Regions from separate parts of the Sus scrofa genome. Here region 2 is linked to region 1. The links are chromatin contacts, called in public Hi-C maps. All regions are on one chromosome and are shown on one strand. Each heading gives the region's core, a stretch centred on a gene start, on an enhancer-like site or on the middle of the called end of the contact. The rest is flanking DNA. Distances are from core to core; before and after follow the strand shown.

Region 1 (7,736 bases), core at 3,135-5,634:
AGGGAACCAAAGCTCCCCTTGAAAGGAGGCAACTAGAAAGTGAGATAAAACTGTTTGCTCTTCCTTGTAGGGGAATTTTCATGTGCTCTTTGATAAAAATATACACACTTGGAGTTCCCGTCGTGGCGCAGTGGTTAACGAATCTGACTAGGAACCATAAGGTTGCGGGTTCGGTCCCTGCCCTTGCTCAGTGGGTTAACGATCCGGCGTTGCTGTGAGCTGTGGTGTAGGTTGCAGACGTGGCTCGGATCCAGCATTGCTGTGGCTCTGGCGTAGGCCGGTGGCTATGGCTCCGATTTGACCCCTAGCCTGGGAACCTCCATATGCCGCAGGAGCGGCCCAAGAAATAGCAAAAAGACAAAAAGAAAAAAAATATACACACACACACACACACACACACACACACACACTTACATATGTTCACATCCTCAAATTGGAAAGCAAAGTAGGTAGAAGTTCTTTGTTAAAGTCTGACATGCAAGATAAGAAAATGTTAGACTTTGTTTTTCCCTCCTACAAGAAAGCCCTATAGACCAAAAATGGATGGTAGACTTATTACCTATATTCTTGGGTAATCAGGGTGGGTGTCAGACAGTGACGTTATAGTCAAGGGTAATGTCATTACAGTCAAGGGTAATTTTATCAGTTTATTCTGCAAGTCCTAGCATATAGAGTTGACTACTGTTCTGTAAGAACCAATCCAAGATGAAATGCAAGATAGAGTGGTCTTTTGTAAAATAACTTACATAAAATTTAGTGAGTCTACACCAAACTTCTAAATTAGTACTAGAAAAGAACAGTAACTGTAGTGTGCCACAAGAGGGCACACTGGTACTTTTAAATACCAATAACTTGGCAGGCCAAGGGAGCATAATTGAAGGAAAGATTTCAGGTACAAAGCCAGTTGCTTTTCTATAATTACTAAATATCAAATCTGGAAGAGTTTTACTAGTAACTTTCCTAGATTTGAAAAGAGCAGTAAGGTTTTTAAAGGCACATTATTTCTTATTTTCATAGAAAGGAATGAGTTTTTTTTCTAAAAATTTATTTTCCTGGGCTAATATTTTATTAGATGTATAATTTGTACCATCACCAATTATCAAGGTGTTTTGGGAAAAAATTTTTAAATATATTGTTTCCTGGAGTTCCCATTGTGGTGCAGCAGAAATGAATCTGACTAGTATCTGTGAGGTTTTGGGTTTGATCCCTGGCCTTGCTCAGTGGGTTAAAGGATCTGGCATTGCTGTGGCTGTGGTGTAGGCCGGCAGCTGTAGCTCTGATTTGACCCTTAGTCTGGGAACTGCTGTATGCTGCAGGTGTGGCCTTAAAAAGACAAAGAAAAAAAAAAATATATATATATATAATTTCCTTTTGTTGGCAATACAGTTTGCAAATTGGTGAAATTGGGGTTCATTTTAGAAAATGGAGTAAAGTGGAGAAAATTATGACAAATTAACAGAGATTCAAATAATCTTCTACCCTTTCCCCTTACATATGTAACTAGATGATTCATCATATATTTTAAAAATAGGGTTTATTGGAGTTCCTGTCGTGGCTCAGCAGAAATGAATCTGACTAGGAACCATGAGGTTACAGTTTTGATCCCTGGCCTCACTCAGTGGGTTAAGGATCCAGCATTGCCATGAACTGTGGTTTAGGTTGCAGATCAGGCTCAGATCCTGAGTTGCTGTGGCTGTGGTATAGGCTGGCAGCTACAGCTCCGATTAGACCCCTAGCCTGGGAACCTCCATATGCTGTGGGTGCAGCCCTAAAAAGACAAGGGACAAAACAAACAAACAAACAAAAAAACAAGAAGTATTTATTGAAAGGAATGTCCATCATTTTTTAGACCTTAATTTTTGCCTCCTTAATAAACCAGTGAAATTCAAACATGAGATTGAAAAAAGAATATGTATGTTGTGACATAAAACTAAGGATTAAAAATTAAGCAAAATAAAGCAAATGAAAAAATTCTCACAGCATACGTGTTTCAGGGTGATCCTGGAAGTGTATGTGGTATTTTTCTATCAGAGGAAAATCTATAAATATTCTCACTGAAATGTTCCTTTAGTCCAGGGATGGGCAAACTTTTTTTGTCAAGGACCAGAAAGTAAATACTTCTGGCTTTGCAGGCCATATGGTCTCTGTCTGTGTCTGGCTACTCAGTTTTGCTACTGTACCATGAGAGCAGCCATAGACAAGCAGATGAATGGGCCTGGTTGTATTCCAGTAAAATGTTATTTCCAAAAACAGATGCCAGGCTGGATTTGGCCCCTGGATCACATTTCGCCTTACCCACTTAAGTCTAGCTGTGGACTTCACAGAGAAGGGTGAGTGAGGACAAATAAGCCTTGGAGATCTGGACATTGGGGTGCACCCAGAACCCCCAACTGGAAGGCAAGAAGATGTTAAAAGCTTCACCTCAGATCTCAAGAGAGGCTCAGCAGTGTCCTTGGAGAGAAGCCAAAATACAAACTATCTTAGGGGAGTTTCCCTGCAGCTTATTTAAGAACCCAACAAGTATCCATGAGGATGCTGGTTTGATCCTTGGCCTTGCTCAGTGGGTTAAGGATCTGGGGTTGCCGTGAGCTTGGGTATAGGTCCCAGATGCAGCTCAGATGCCAAGTTGCTGTGGCTCTAGTGTAGGCCGGTAGCCGCAGCTCAAATTTGACCCCTAACCCTGGAAATTCCATATGCTGTGGATGTGGCTCTAAAAGAAAAAAAGAAAAAAAAAATCTTAGGAAAAAGCATACTTTAGAAAATTGATCAAAACAGATGCTCAGCCCATGTCAAAAACAAATGCAGCTCTGAAGGGTCAGTAAATCAAAAACATCTAAGAGACCAGGCATTTGTACCCAGTCCCAGCATTCCTGGCACTCAAAGCCACCCAGAAGTAAGGAAAATCTTGAACCCTGCAGGAAACTAGGAGTTTTGCAGCAAGAGAATTGTGGGTCACACTTAGTCTCAGTGATGCAGCCTCATTTTCTGAACATAAAGAAGCACGTCCTAAGTCCAGGGTCAAGGACGTTTTCTAAAGGACCACTGGAACTTCAAATATTTTGAAAATATATTTCACAGTTCATAGAAATATCAGCTACATTCTCTGAGTGACAGGTGTGTTATACTTTGATTTGGGAGTTGAGCTAAGATTTTCACTAATCAATTAATTAACTGCTGGGGGAAAAAAAATGCTTAGAAGAGTATATACTGAAATGGTTCCCAGGTTTTGCTATGAAAAAAATGTCAAGGACATTTTTTAAAAACACAGGTTCTTAAGTCTCATTCCAGACCTATTGAATTAGATCTTCTAGAGCCTGTGGGCCAGGCATTTTGACCATGCTGCCCAGGTGGGTCTTCTCAGCTTCGGGCTAGCATCAGCTCAGGGACCAGCATTTGGGAATCACTAGGACAAAAGACTGACCCCAGGTTTGAAGTTTGGCTGTGCTGGGTTTAAATTCAGGCTCTCTCTTTTATTAGCTGTTTGACCCAGAGCTAGCAATGTAACACTTCCGAGCTTTGGTTATGATACCTGTAACAAGGAGCCAACATTTGCCCCTGTGGAAGGACTGAAAATCTGATGTGGCTTTCACATCAGATGCTTTTGGCTCTTTTACATCCTCTCTGCTCATTCTTCATGGGGACAAAGTAGTTTGATTTGCTACTGCTCTACTCACCACACTGAAGTTTACTGACAGTGAAAGCATTTTTAAAAAGACAAGGAGTTTCTGTTGTGGCTCAGCAGGTTAAGAACCTGACACAGTGTCCATGAGGACATGGGTTCAATCCCTGGCTTTGCTTAGTGGTTTAAGGATCCGGCCTTGCTGTGAGCTGTGGTGTAGGTTGCACACACAGCTTGGATCCACATTGGTGTGGCTGCAACTCTCATTTGACCCCTAGCCCGGGAACTTCCATACGGTGATACTAAAAAGGAAAAAAAAAATACATAAGCTTAGTTTTGCTCCACAGGACCATTTCTTTTTGAATCTCCTGAGAATTCTGGCTTAGGTCATATCATCTCTATTTATCAACACCCGTTGGGGAAAAGCCAAAGAAGGGAGACATCAAGTCCTCAGACACCCCATCAAGCCCTGGCCTGCACTGATTTTCTTTGCAAATTGGCTTAAGGCAATTCCAAAGTCAGGGCTGGTAACTTGGCTTTCAGTTTCAAATTTCTGCTGCAGTTGAGCTCTGTCCTTACATGCTGGTATAGGGGGGTTTTGCTTCTTTGTCAGAAGCTCAGGCGCAGTGAATTAGGCCACACCTGCTGCTCCTTTATTTTTCTTTTTTTCTCTGGTTTATCTTAACAAATCAGGACATCCTTCCCTCTGAATCTGAAGTGTGGAAAATCAGGGGGCAGCCTCCAATTGTTCTTTGGCAAGGGATGTGATTCTGAGGAAGGAGCTGACTACTCCCTTCCTCTGGCCTGGAACATTCTTCTAACTAAGCAATTATTCATCTGCTCTTTGGGAAGAGAGTTGTTCCTCCTTCCTGAATATATACGGCCAACATGAACTCATCAAGGAGGAAAATTTCTACCTCCATGGTAGAAACATTTGTGGAGCAGAAGAGGAGTGGAGTTTGGCAACTGTTCCATTATTTTGTGGAAAGAAGAAAGCCAGGGAAAAATAAAATTCTGCTTAAAGGAAGAGTTTAAGCACGCAGGTCCATGGGGGTGGCTTTTCCAGCAGTTGTGGCAGATGTGACGGAGGAGTCAGGAAGGCACATCTGAATTTCAGGAGTTGGTGAACTCAGCATTTAAGTTTATTTGCAAGTAAAACCCGAGGGGCTTGTTGTTTTCTATTTTGAGAGTTGGGCATTAGCTAAATCAGGAATGAAGAATCCTACAAAAGTATGTTTACTGCTGAATTTCTCTACTGCTTCTGCTTAGCAACTTCAAGCAGAGTAAAGGAGACAACTATAAATCTTTCAGTGAATCAAGATATGGCAACTGGACAACATTGGGATATTATATTAGAGTGTTATTTTTAGGACAATAGCTCTATTCTTAAATGATACTTCTTAGGCCCGAGAGTAAGTCTAAATTTTAAGTTATCCCTTTAAATCTATGCACATCTCTCAGAATCTCAGGAGAAATAAATATTCTGAAAACAAAACGTGACTTTGCATTATTTTTACCAGAAAAATCCTCTTTAAGTCAAATACTAAAGCAATGCACATATGTTCAAATTAGTCAGAAGTAAAATTGTTAGGTAAAGCTGAAATATTCATGTGAAAAATAAATGGAAACAAAAAGATGAGTAAGCTGTCACTAATTTTATTTTCAGATTAGCAGTCTTGAATGCAGAGTGTCCTCTCTGAGATAAACTTTTTTTTTTTTTTTTATTGAAGTATAGTTGATTTACAATGTGGCGTTAATTTATGCTGTACAGCAAAGTAACTCAGTTATGCTCAGTCGGACCTTCTATTCCTCCAGCCTATGTATAATAGTTTGCCTCAGCTAATCCCAAACTCCCAATCCTTCCCTTCCCCAGCCCCCACCCTTGGCAATAACAAGTCTGTTCTCTATATCTGTGAGTTTGTTTTTATTTCATAGATATGTTGATTTCTGTCATTTTTTTAGATTCCACATGTAAGTGATATCATATATTATTTGTCTTTGATTTCCTTTACTTAGTATGATTATGTCTAGGTCCATTCATATTGCTGCAAGTGGTATTATTTCATTCTTTTTAAAGGGTGAATAGTATTTCATTGCATACATGTACCATATCTTCTTTATCCATCTGTCAATGGACGTTTAGGTTGTTTTCATGTCTTGGCTATTGTAAATAGTGCTGCTATATACATAGGGGTGCATGTATCTTTTAAAATTATAGGGTTTTTTTTTTCCCCCTGAGTATATGGCCAGTAGCAGGATTGCTGGATCATATGGTAACTATTTTTAGTTTTTTGAGGAACCTTCATACTGTTTTCCATAGTGGCTGCCCCAATCTAACTAAAATAAAATATTAATACTTTTAAAATTTTTCTAAAATAACATCTCAAGGAATTACTGTGGGGTCAAAATAATAGCATTACTTTTGATAGATAAAAATGATTGCTTTGTACATTTCCAGGCACTTTTGATATTTGTGGTGGAGAAAATTAGTTCCAGCCAGGCGGAAGGCTTTCAACACGGTGGTAGCTACAGTGTTTTTTTATAAATGAGCTGCAACACACTGTGATATCATTTAATAATGATGCTTCCCCATGCAATGAAAACTTTGAGTAAGATTTAAAAAATAGGTAACAAGTGAAATAGAAGTAAATGGCTAATGCAGCTAAAACATCGCTTTATAAAACTGGAAGCCCTGGCATCGTCTCTGCTTTTGCTCTCTCTGCTTCTACTCTGTGACCAAGTTCACAGTCTCCTACTTTTCATTTTCTTGGCCATTTTGCACAGTTCTTCACTGTCTCCCTTTAAACTATTACTGCAGTCTCCTAAATGTTTCTCCCTATTTTTGGTAGTCCATCTTCCTGAAACACAGACCCAGTTATGTCATGCTTCTGCTAAAACTTTTGTTTGCTACAACTCTGATGAGCCTGATGAGGACAAGTCTCTCTGGGATTCTCTTTGCTTTGGAGTGAGACCTTTACTAATGGTCCATCCCTGGAGGAAGTGTTTATGTTAGGCAGGTTGTCAGGCCCCAACCAAGTAACACTGGGATTTTTCCAGGAGCCTGGAACCTACAGGAAAACTGGATTGCTGGTGAGGACATTGAGACAGAAGCCCTTGCAGCTGGAGCTGAGCTGGAGGCCCAGTGGTCATTGAGTACCCAAGCACACAGGTGATGGATAGAATAGCAGGATGAGACCCAGGGCTCACTCTGATGGATATGGGGTAACCAATCTGCTTCCTCTCCTGTTCAGAAATCTCCGAGGCTCAACTGACCAATTTTAGATCTTGGTAAGGGCCAGTGGGGCAAGACTAAGACAGGCTTCTTCTGGTCTCCACAGTCATGCTTCCTAACCTGAGCTCATCCTCTGAATTTCTCAGGAATAGTCCAGATATCCATTCTAAATTGTCTGAATCAGATTATCCAGGTCTGACTCCCAAGAATATATATTTTAACAAGTTTTCCAGGTAATTCTTTTGTAGTCAGTCCAGCTCAGGTGTGGGGAACCAGTGAATTAAAGGGGGAAAAATTAATATTCCTCACCATGACCTTCAAAGCTCCAACTACCAAGCTGTCATCATTCTGTAGTAGTCACCTTAGTGGGGTTTTTTGCCCTTCTTGCTCTCTTCCCTAGTACTCGATCCCATTCACTTCTGTGCATTTTCTCATATTTTCCACTTTGCTTTGAATGTTGTTTTCCATCTTCCTGAGTTGGAAATAACCCATAGTTACATCAAGATCCAATGAACTGATCTGTTGTGAAGTTTCCCTATTCTACCAGCAGAGTGAATTGCTTTTTTCATGCTCCCAAAGAACTTTGTTCATATTGCTGGTATTTATCATCTTAAGTTTATAGTTACAAGGTCAAGATAGTCTAAGTCACAAACCACAACATGGAATCCAGCAATTGGAGTTGTCTCAGATAATCTAAGATGTTGCAGTGGCTTGTGTGTCTTCTCTGATAAAACTACGAGCTCTGGAAGGCCAGAGATACTGCTGAATTCAGCAGTGTAACCCACGCAATCCTTCACATAACACAAAACATGTAGAAGATGCCTAATACACATTGAATCATGAAGCATTTATGTGGACATGGTGCTACCATTGGAAGGACTAAGG
Region 2 (7,736 bases), core at 1,475-3,974, 180 kb after region 1:
TTTCCTGCTGTGTGTATTAGTCAGGGTCCTGGCGAGAAAGGGATAGCAAATATTCAAGTGGAGTAATGGAGGAGAATTTAATGAAAAACTGTTTTCAAAAGTGTGGGGAAGGGTTAAGAAAACAAGAGACAGTGAAATATCCTAAGGTTAGTGACAGTAGAGAGTAGCAAAAGTGGGGAAGGAATGATCACCAGATATTGGAGAGGCCACTTATAGGAGAGGACTGCTATATAGGAGCCATGGCCATATGTAGAAGGACAGCAAAATCAAGGAGCAAATACCTCCACCTTGCTCTTCTCTTACTCTCTTTCTACCTTCCATGCCCTTTCATTAGACAAATTCAACAGAAGCTAGAGGGCAAGGAAGACCATTGACATGGCCCACAGACGTCCTCTTCCTTGGACACAGAGTAGAGAGGGGTGCAATGGACTGAATGTTTGTGCCTCACCCTCCCAAACAGAGGTTGAAATCCTAACCCCAATGTGATGGTATTAGGATGTGGATCCTTTTGGAGATAATTAGGTCATGAGGATGGAGCCCTCGTAAACTGGATTAGTGCCTTTACGAAAGAGACCCATCTTTCCGCCATGTGATGATACAAGGAAAAGTTGGCAGTACGTAACATAGAAAAGGGTCCTCATCAGACCCCAGCCATGTTGGTTCCCTGATCTTAGACTTCCAGTTTCTAAAACTCTGAGAAATAAATGTATGTTGTTTATAAATACCAAGTCTGTGGTACTTTGCTGTATCTCCCTGGACTAAGACAGAAATTGGCACCAAGAAGTGGGAATTCTGCAGTAATAAACACCTAAAAATGAGATGGAGGGAGTTGTCTGGCCTAGAGATTAAGGATCCAGCATTGTCACTGCTATGGCTCAAGTCACTGCTGTGGCATGGGTTCGATTCCTGGCCCTGGCATGCTGTGGGCGTGGCCTCCAAAACTGTAATTGAAACTAAGCAATGGGTAGAGGCTGGACGAGGTTTGAGATGGATGCTAGAAGAAACAAGATTGCTGTGAATGGATTTTTATTTTTTATTTTTCAAATGGACTTTTCAAGGTGATTCTGATGAGATTTCAGAAAGAAGAGAGCTGAAGAGAAACCTTTCTTCTTCTGAGAAAATGCCTGATTAGTCATGGACGGAATGTTGGTATAAATGTTGGGCAGTAAAGGCCATTTCTATAAGTCCTCAGATGGAAATGAGGAATATATATTGGAAACTGGAGAAAAGGTGACCTTTGTTATAAAGTGGCAAAAAAATTGGACTGAATTGTGTTTGTGTTCTTGTCTTTTGTGGAAGATAGAACTTGCCAGTGATGAGATTGGATATTTAGCTGAAGAGATTTCTAAGAAAATATTAAAGGAAAGCATGGTTCCTCCTGACTCCTTATAGTAGAATGGATGAGGTAGAAGTGTTTTGAGGATAGAAAAAAGGAACCAGAGCTTGAAGACTTAGAAAATGCTCAGCCTATCTGTATCACAAAAGATAAGAACGTGTGTTTAGGAGAGAATGCTAATGGATGTGAACCATGGAATTAGTCAACCATCTCAACAAAAGTCAAGAATAGAGATGGGATTATACTACCAGAAAAATTGCCAGCTGGACCTAAAGTGGAAAAAAATGGGACACCATGAGGGAAGACCCTCAGACTTCTTAGATCCTACAGGCCTGGACTATAGGACTGTTCGACTGCAAACATATGCTATTCTTCAGGACAAAGGAGGAAGAACCTTGAAGGCAACTCAGAAGATCATTAGAGTTGCTGCTCCCAGCACAGGCCCAGAATGCTTGGTCCCAGGGGATAGGACTATATTCACCTTGATTTCAAAGAGAGGGATAAAAGCCCAGTGGAGTCCTGGGGGTGTGAGCCCCATCCTGACAGAGAACCATGGCAAGGAGGAGCCACTGCAGAGAGAAGCAGATGGGAAGTGCCCTTCAAGCTGTTGGGTGAGATTGACACTCCAGTGGCTCCAGAAGATGGAAATGTCCTAGTGGGATTGAAGGACAGACCATGGAGCTGAAGAGGATTATTCTGAAGGGTCTTAAGGTCTCATGCACTTTGCCTTGTTAGGTGTTGGACTTTCTTAGGGCCCATCACTCCTTCCTTCTTTCCTTTTCCTCCATTTGAAATGGGAATGTCTGTTCTATGCCAGTTCTACCATTGTATTTTAGAAGCACATGACTTGCTTGATTTCATTGGTTTATAGCTGGGGAAGAGTTTTGCTTCAATATGAGTCTCACTTATATCTGATTTAGATGAATTCTAGATGAGACTTTGGGCTTTAGACTTTTGGAGTTGATGCCGGAATGAGTTAAGACGTTTCAGTTTGGGGAGGGGAATGGAATGAATGTATTTTGAATGTGAGAAGGACAGGAATTTTGCAAGCCAGGGCTGGAATGCAATAAACTAAATGTTTGTCTTCCTAAAATTCATATGTTGAAATCCTAACTCTCAGTGTGATGGTATTAAGATGTGGGGCCTTTATGAGTTAACCAGATCATGGGGTGGATATTATAAGGGATTAGTGGCCTTATAAAAGGGATCCTGGAAAGCCCTCTAGCCCTGCTTCTGCCATGTGAGGGTAACAAGAAATCAGTCTACAACCCAGAAGAGGGCTCTCACCGGAACCTGACCATGGGGCCACCATCATCTCAGGCTTCCAGCCTCCAGAACTGTTGAAAAATAGATTACTATTATTTATAAGCCACTCAGTTTATGCTTTTTTGTTATAACAGCCTGAACTGAGACAAAGGGTAAAGAGTGGATCTAAAGGGGCAAATGAAAGATATTTAGTACACTGCATATTTTCTTTCTCTTTTTGTTAATATTGTAATAGAAATATTTTGTCATTGCTCTCTGGTGTGTATGTGTGTCTACTTCTGCCATCCTGAACTTAAACTTTAAGGGAGATGATGGACAGTTATACAAATAGTTACAATAAATGTGCTAACACAGGGGAGATCAGGGGCCCCTTGAGAGCTTTAGCAGCTAGACCCGATGAAGGCTATGGAGTCATAAATTGCTCTGAAAGAAGAGAGAATTCAACTGATATCCTAAGGATGATCAGGTATTAGATAGATAGTGGAGTTAATGGTAGTAGGTTATGGTAAAGAGAAACTGGAAGTGAAGGAGGCTTTCAAGTTAGATGAAGAATTCGAATCCTTTTGTCACTATTTACTTGCTACCTGACCTTGGCTGAACTACCTAAGTTCTCTATGTGATAATTTTTCTGTTTGTAAAGTGCTTGTAGTAATTCCTCACAGAGGTTATTAGAATTAAATGAGAAATGCATTTAATTTTTAGGGGACAGTGCTTGGAAGATGGTAAGTGCTCAATAGGTTTTAGCTATTGTTGTTAATAATGTATAAGGAAGACCTGGGGTCTGTAGAGGGTGATTCCCATCAGTTGAAATTCATCAGAGTACACAGTGGGAGAGGGTCAGAGGCTCAACTGGAGATGTTGAAAAAGATAAGAATTTGGAGAACCTGGGATTTGGTAATGAGTTTGGATATTGTTCCAAGGGCAATGGAAAGTCTCCTTTAACCCAGGGAAGTTATATGATCAGATGTCTGTTTCAGAAAGTGCTGAAACAGACTTTTCTTTTTCTTTTCTTCCTGGGCACCCTACCAACCTACATTTTCAAGCTCCTTTGCAGTTAGGGGCCTGGATTCTGGCCAAGGGAATGTATTAGTGTATTAGTCAGGGTTATCCAGAGAAACAGAACTACCAGAATGTGTGTGTGTGTGTGTGTGTGTGTGTGTGTGTGTGTGTAGAGAGAGGGGGGGGAAGAGAGAGACTGATTTTGAGGAATTGTCTCAAATGATTATTGAGGCTGATGAGTCCAAAATCTGCAATGAGGGCTAGCAGGCTGGAGACACAGGGGAGCTGATGGCACAGATGAAATCTGAAGGCAGTCAGCTGGAGAATTCTCCCTTGCTCATTAAGACTGCTCTTTTTGTTTTATTCACACCTTCAACTGATTGGTGGGGCCCACCCACATTATGGAGGGCAAACTGCTTTTCTCAGAGTTTACTGATTTCAATGTCAAACTCATTCAGAAACACCATGAAAATTGACTTATAAAATTGACCATGGTAGGGTATGTTAGGCAGAAGTGATGTGTGCCCTTCACAGACTGGGCCTTAATCCTGTCATCTCCATGCCTGCTTTTGTTGCTTCTTGTCAGGTGGGAGACAGAGGATCTGGAGTAGGATTGTAAATCCTGGGGGATGAAGGAGCCACTCAATGGAAGGAAGCTGGGTCCCTGAAAGACTAGATGGAAGAAAGCCTTCATCCCACTTCCATCTCTCATTGAACTGTGACATGTATGAGAGATAAGCATATGTTATGTTAAGCTTTTGGATTTTGGGGTTGTTCATTAAGCTGAGAGTCAGGAATTCCCTGGAGAATTTTGTTGGTGTCCTGTTCTTCCTCTCCTTCTTTTTGGAAGAGAAGGGAGTAAGAAAAGAAATGCTTGAACCTTGTGGAGTTTGAGAGATAGAGGAAGTCTTGTTTTAACTCATGTCTGAGGAGTCTAAAGGTGAGAGATGCCTCTTTAACAGAGGTGCCAAGGCAGTTAGTGTATCCTAATGCAGTCACTCTGGCAGCAGTAAGGAGAATGGGTCAGAGCAGTAAACATTAGACTCAGGGAGACCAGTTAGGAATTTGTGGTTCAAGTCTAGGCAAGAGATTATGTTGATCTGGGTTAGGTTGGTGCAGTGGTTATGCAGAAGATGCCTAAATTAATCATACTGTGATTAGTAATAAACTGTTTAGTGCCTTACCAAATTATCTCAGTGAAACTCCAGATACAATCAAAATTGATTGATTATTTGGATTCACTCCATAAAAAAAGAAAACTCGTGAAATATAATGAATAATGCTCTTTCTGGTTTTCTACTTCAGGTCCAATTAAAAAGGAAAGCGTCTTAGGCAAAGTTGAGGTGATAATGCTTAACTAGGAGGCACATCCCAGTGCAGCAAGAGAGAAGGAAAGATGTGAGACAGAGAAGGATAAGAAGCAAATTCAAGGTGATATACCAAGTTGGCCACTGCTCCATTGCTCTAAGGAAAAAGTGTGCCTTAGAATAATCCATCCATCAGAAGGGGGATTGGAGGGGAGTTCCTGTTGTGGTACAGCGGAAATGAACCCAACTAGGAACCATGAAGTTGTGGGTTTTATCCCTGGCCTCGCTCAGTGGGTTAAGGATCCGGTGTTGTCGTGAGCTGTGGTGTAGTTCGCAGATGTGGCTTGGATCCCGTGTTGCTGTGGCTGTGGCATAGGCTGGTGGCTATAGAGCTCTGATTGGACGCTTAGCTTGGGAACCTCCATATGCCATGGGTGCGGCCCTAAAAAAAGCAAAAATAAAAAGGGGGAGGGATTGGAAAGGAAATTTAACCTGCCAGCTCGTTCATGCCTACTGTCCCTCTGGGTTCAAGGTTACCCCACAGGAAACATATTGCATCCTGTCCTAGAGTATTGCTGTGAGTGATGAAGGAAAGCATGAGAGCCCTGGACAGGCAGAAATCCAGGGGCGGAGGGGGGAAATAGTAAGTGTTCTGCTTACTATTACATAGTAAGAGAATAGTAAGGGTCTGCTGGAAGAGAGGCAGTTAATGTACCTTCATGAGAAGGTCTCTGAGGGCCTGCCCCTAAGTGCCTTTAGAAAAGAATCAGCCTTGGAGACCAGAGGGCAGTAAAACAGGATCATAGCTATAACCTGGGCCTGATCTAGCAAGAGGTGGGTGAGCAAGGAAGAGAAAGGAAGCCAACTTCATCCTAGTTACATACCACAGGCCTGAAAGGGGGGAAGTTATCACTTGAAATGAAAAAGTTTCAGTTATGTGATTAGACTGGACCAGACTTGACTTTTAAAATTTTGAATGAGACTGGAGGACTTTAGCTGAGCAAGGCCAAAAAAACAAAACAAAACAAAACAAAAAATGGGAAAAGCAAGGCAATAATATTTGTTTGTTATTTTGCCCAGAGTGGACATTAATGAGTCCAGAGAGCAAATTAAAAAGTCTTTTTTAAAAAAATATTTTTTGTACACCATCATGTTCACCTTATAAATCAATCAGGTGTACCCTTAACCATTCTTCTATATTGCCAAGAAAATCTTCCTCATTTAGCTCTGTTAAAATGCTGCATAAGGGGAGTTCCTCTAGTGGCGCAGTGGAAACAAATCCCACTAGTATCCATGAGGATGCGGGTTCAATCCCTGGCCTTGTCCAATGGGTTGGGGATCCAGTGTTGCGGTGAGCTGTGATATAGGTCACAGACATGCCTCAGATCCCGTGTTGCTGTGCTGTGGTGTAGGCTGGAAGCTGCAGCTCCCATTGGACCCCTAGCCCAGGAACTTCCGTATGCTGCAGGTGCAGCCCTAAAAAGTAAAAAAAAAAAAAAAAGAAAGAAAACGAAGACTTCCACTAGTTATCACTCATGATGCCCATGTTCTGAGTTAGTCAATATAATTTGATACCACCTTATCAAGCAGGTTCTAGCTATAATAGGGATTCAGGATTGAGATAGTCTGGGGATAGGGATTATACAAAGAATAGCCTGGACCCTAAACACTAGGATCCCTGGAGTATTGTTGGGAGATTTGGACAACCAGACTGAAAGGGGGTGACACTAGGTACCTGGATGGGGTGAAAGTAAGAGGAAAGCAAAGCACTGAGGACAGTCCTGGGGCTGTTTCATGGATTCTGCAGAGGGGGTGTCCCTGGTGAAGCCCTCATGCGACCTCTTGTGGTTACTTGGTGCCGTTCAACATGTGTTCAGAGTAGGGACTGTGGCAGAAAACCTGGAAGTTGACTCCCAGTTCTTCGTTTTTAGAACTTTCAGACTATGAAGGAAGAAAGTTCTTAATATATATTAATGGTTTGATTGTTCAGGTGGCGAAGGAGGAGGGATGAAGGCACTGAGGCCAGTACTGTGATAGCTGACTTTTCATGCTCTGTATAAATTCGGTCACATGCTTGAAGCATTGGAGGAGAATCAGAGCAGCAGAAGAGAATTAAATAATTCATCAGTTTCTCAATTGACCTTTGGCATAATTCAGAAAGAGTGCATAGAAAGCTCTGAATAAATTCTGTTGAATAAAAAACTGGGAACTACTGATGCGTGATTTGCTCCTGTACTGTTGTGAACTGGAAGAAGCATTTAAATAGTAGAAACAACATTTCCAGCAAAATGTCCACAAGTTTCAAATTCACTTGCAAATAAAGGGATTCATTTATTTATAATGAATTTGAACAACTTTTCTTTTGAGGTTATTTTTTGGTGCATTTTGTACAAGGAATTCATGACTATAAGTGGGCAATGATTATGCTGTTACTTGTCCATAAAGGGCAAATAGTAGACTCAGTAACTTGTTTTGGTTAATTTGCAAGTTTAATGTTGGTAGCAATTATTATTAATCCTTTGAGATGTTTAGAAGATGTTTTGAATTGCAATAATTACTATTTTAATTTCTGACTTGATTAATATAATCAGTTAATCAGTTTCGATAAACATCCAACAAGAACACCAGTGTCTAGTTAGTAGATGTAGTGAATCTTGACTCTCCTCAAGAGGGCAGCAAAACTGCACAGCTCAGTTCTCAAAGATCAGGGATGAAAATCTTAAAAATCTGGTTCACAGACAATCCCTGACCTGATCATTCATATTAGTCCGACTAATTAAACATAACATGTGCTGATATTTGTATTGGCATTTTATGGAAGTCTGGCC

What was found. A called contact is a pair of places that touch in the nucleus more often than the background predicts.
Region 2: a Hi-C map of omental adipose tissue shows a contact between it and region 1, with 2.4 times the contacts expected there. The contact joins two enhancer-like sites. A contact is called at or near these places in 2 of 5 promoter capture datasets (fetal liver and liver), 16 of 47 Hi-C or Micro-C datasets (adipocytes, adipose tissue, blood and 6 more) and 1 of 2 datasets of contacts at active chromatin or transcription factors (skeletal muscle).

Annotation. Positions count from the first base shown.
Region 1 is chr13:182,301,572-182,309,307 of Sscrofa11.1, forward strand. No RefSeq gene overlaps it. Among named protein-coding and RNA genes, the nearest start is that of BTG3, 77 kb to the left of the region's middle. Within about 2 kb of position 4,385, at least 12 of the 83 cell types and tissues checked have an H3K27ac peak or open chromatin away from gene starts, as enhancers often do. A contact at or near this core is called in omental adipose tissue, where this site is marked.
Region 2 is chr13:182,480,032-182,487,767 of Sscrofa11.1, forward strand. The region is part of intron 2 of CHODL (chondrolectin); the gene reads left to right. Among named protein-coding and RNA genes, the nearest start is that of CHODL, 75 kb to the left of the region's middle. Within about 2 kb of position 2,725, at least 1 of the 83 cell types and tissues checked has an H3K27ac peak or open chromatin away from gene starts, as enhancers often do. A contact at or near this core is called in omental adipose tissue, where this site is marked.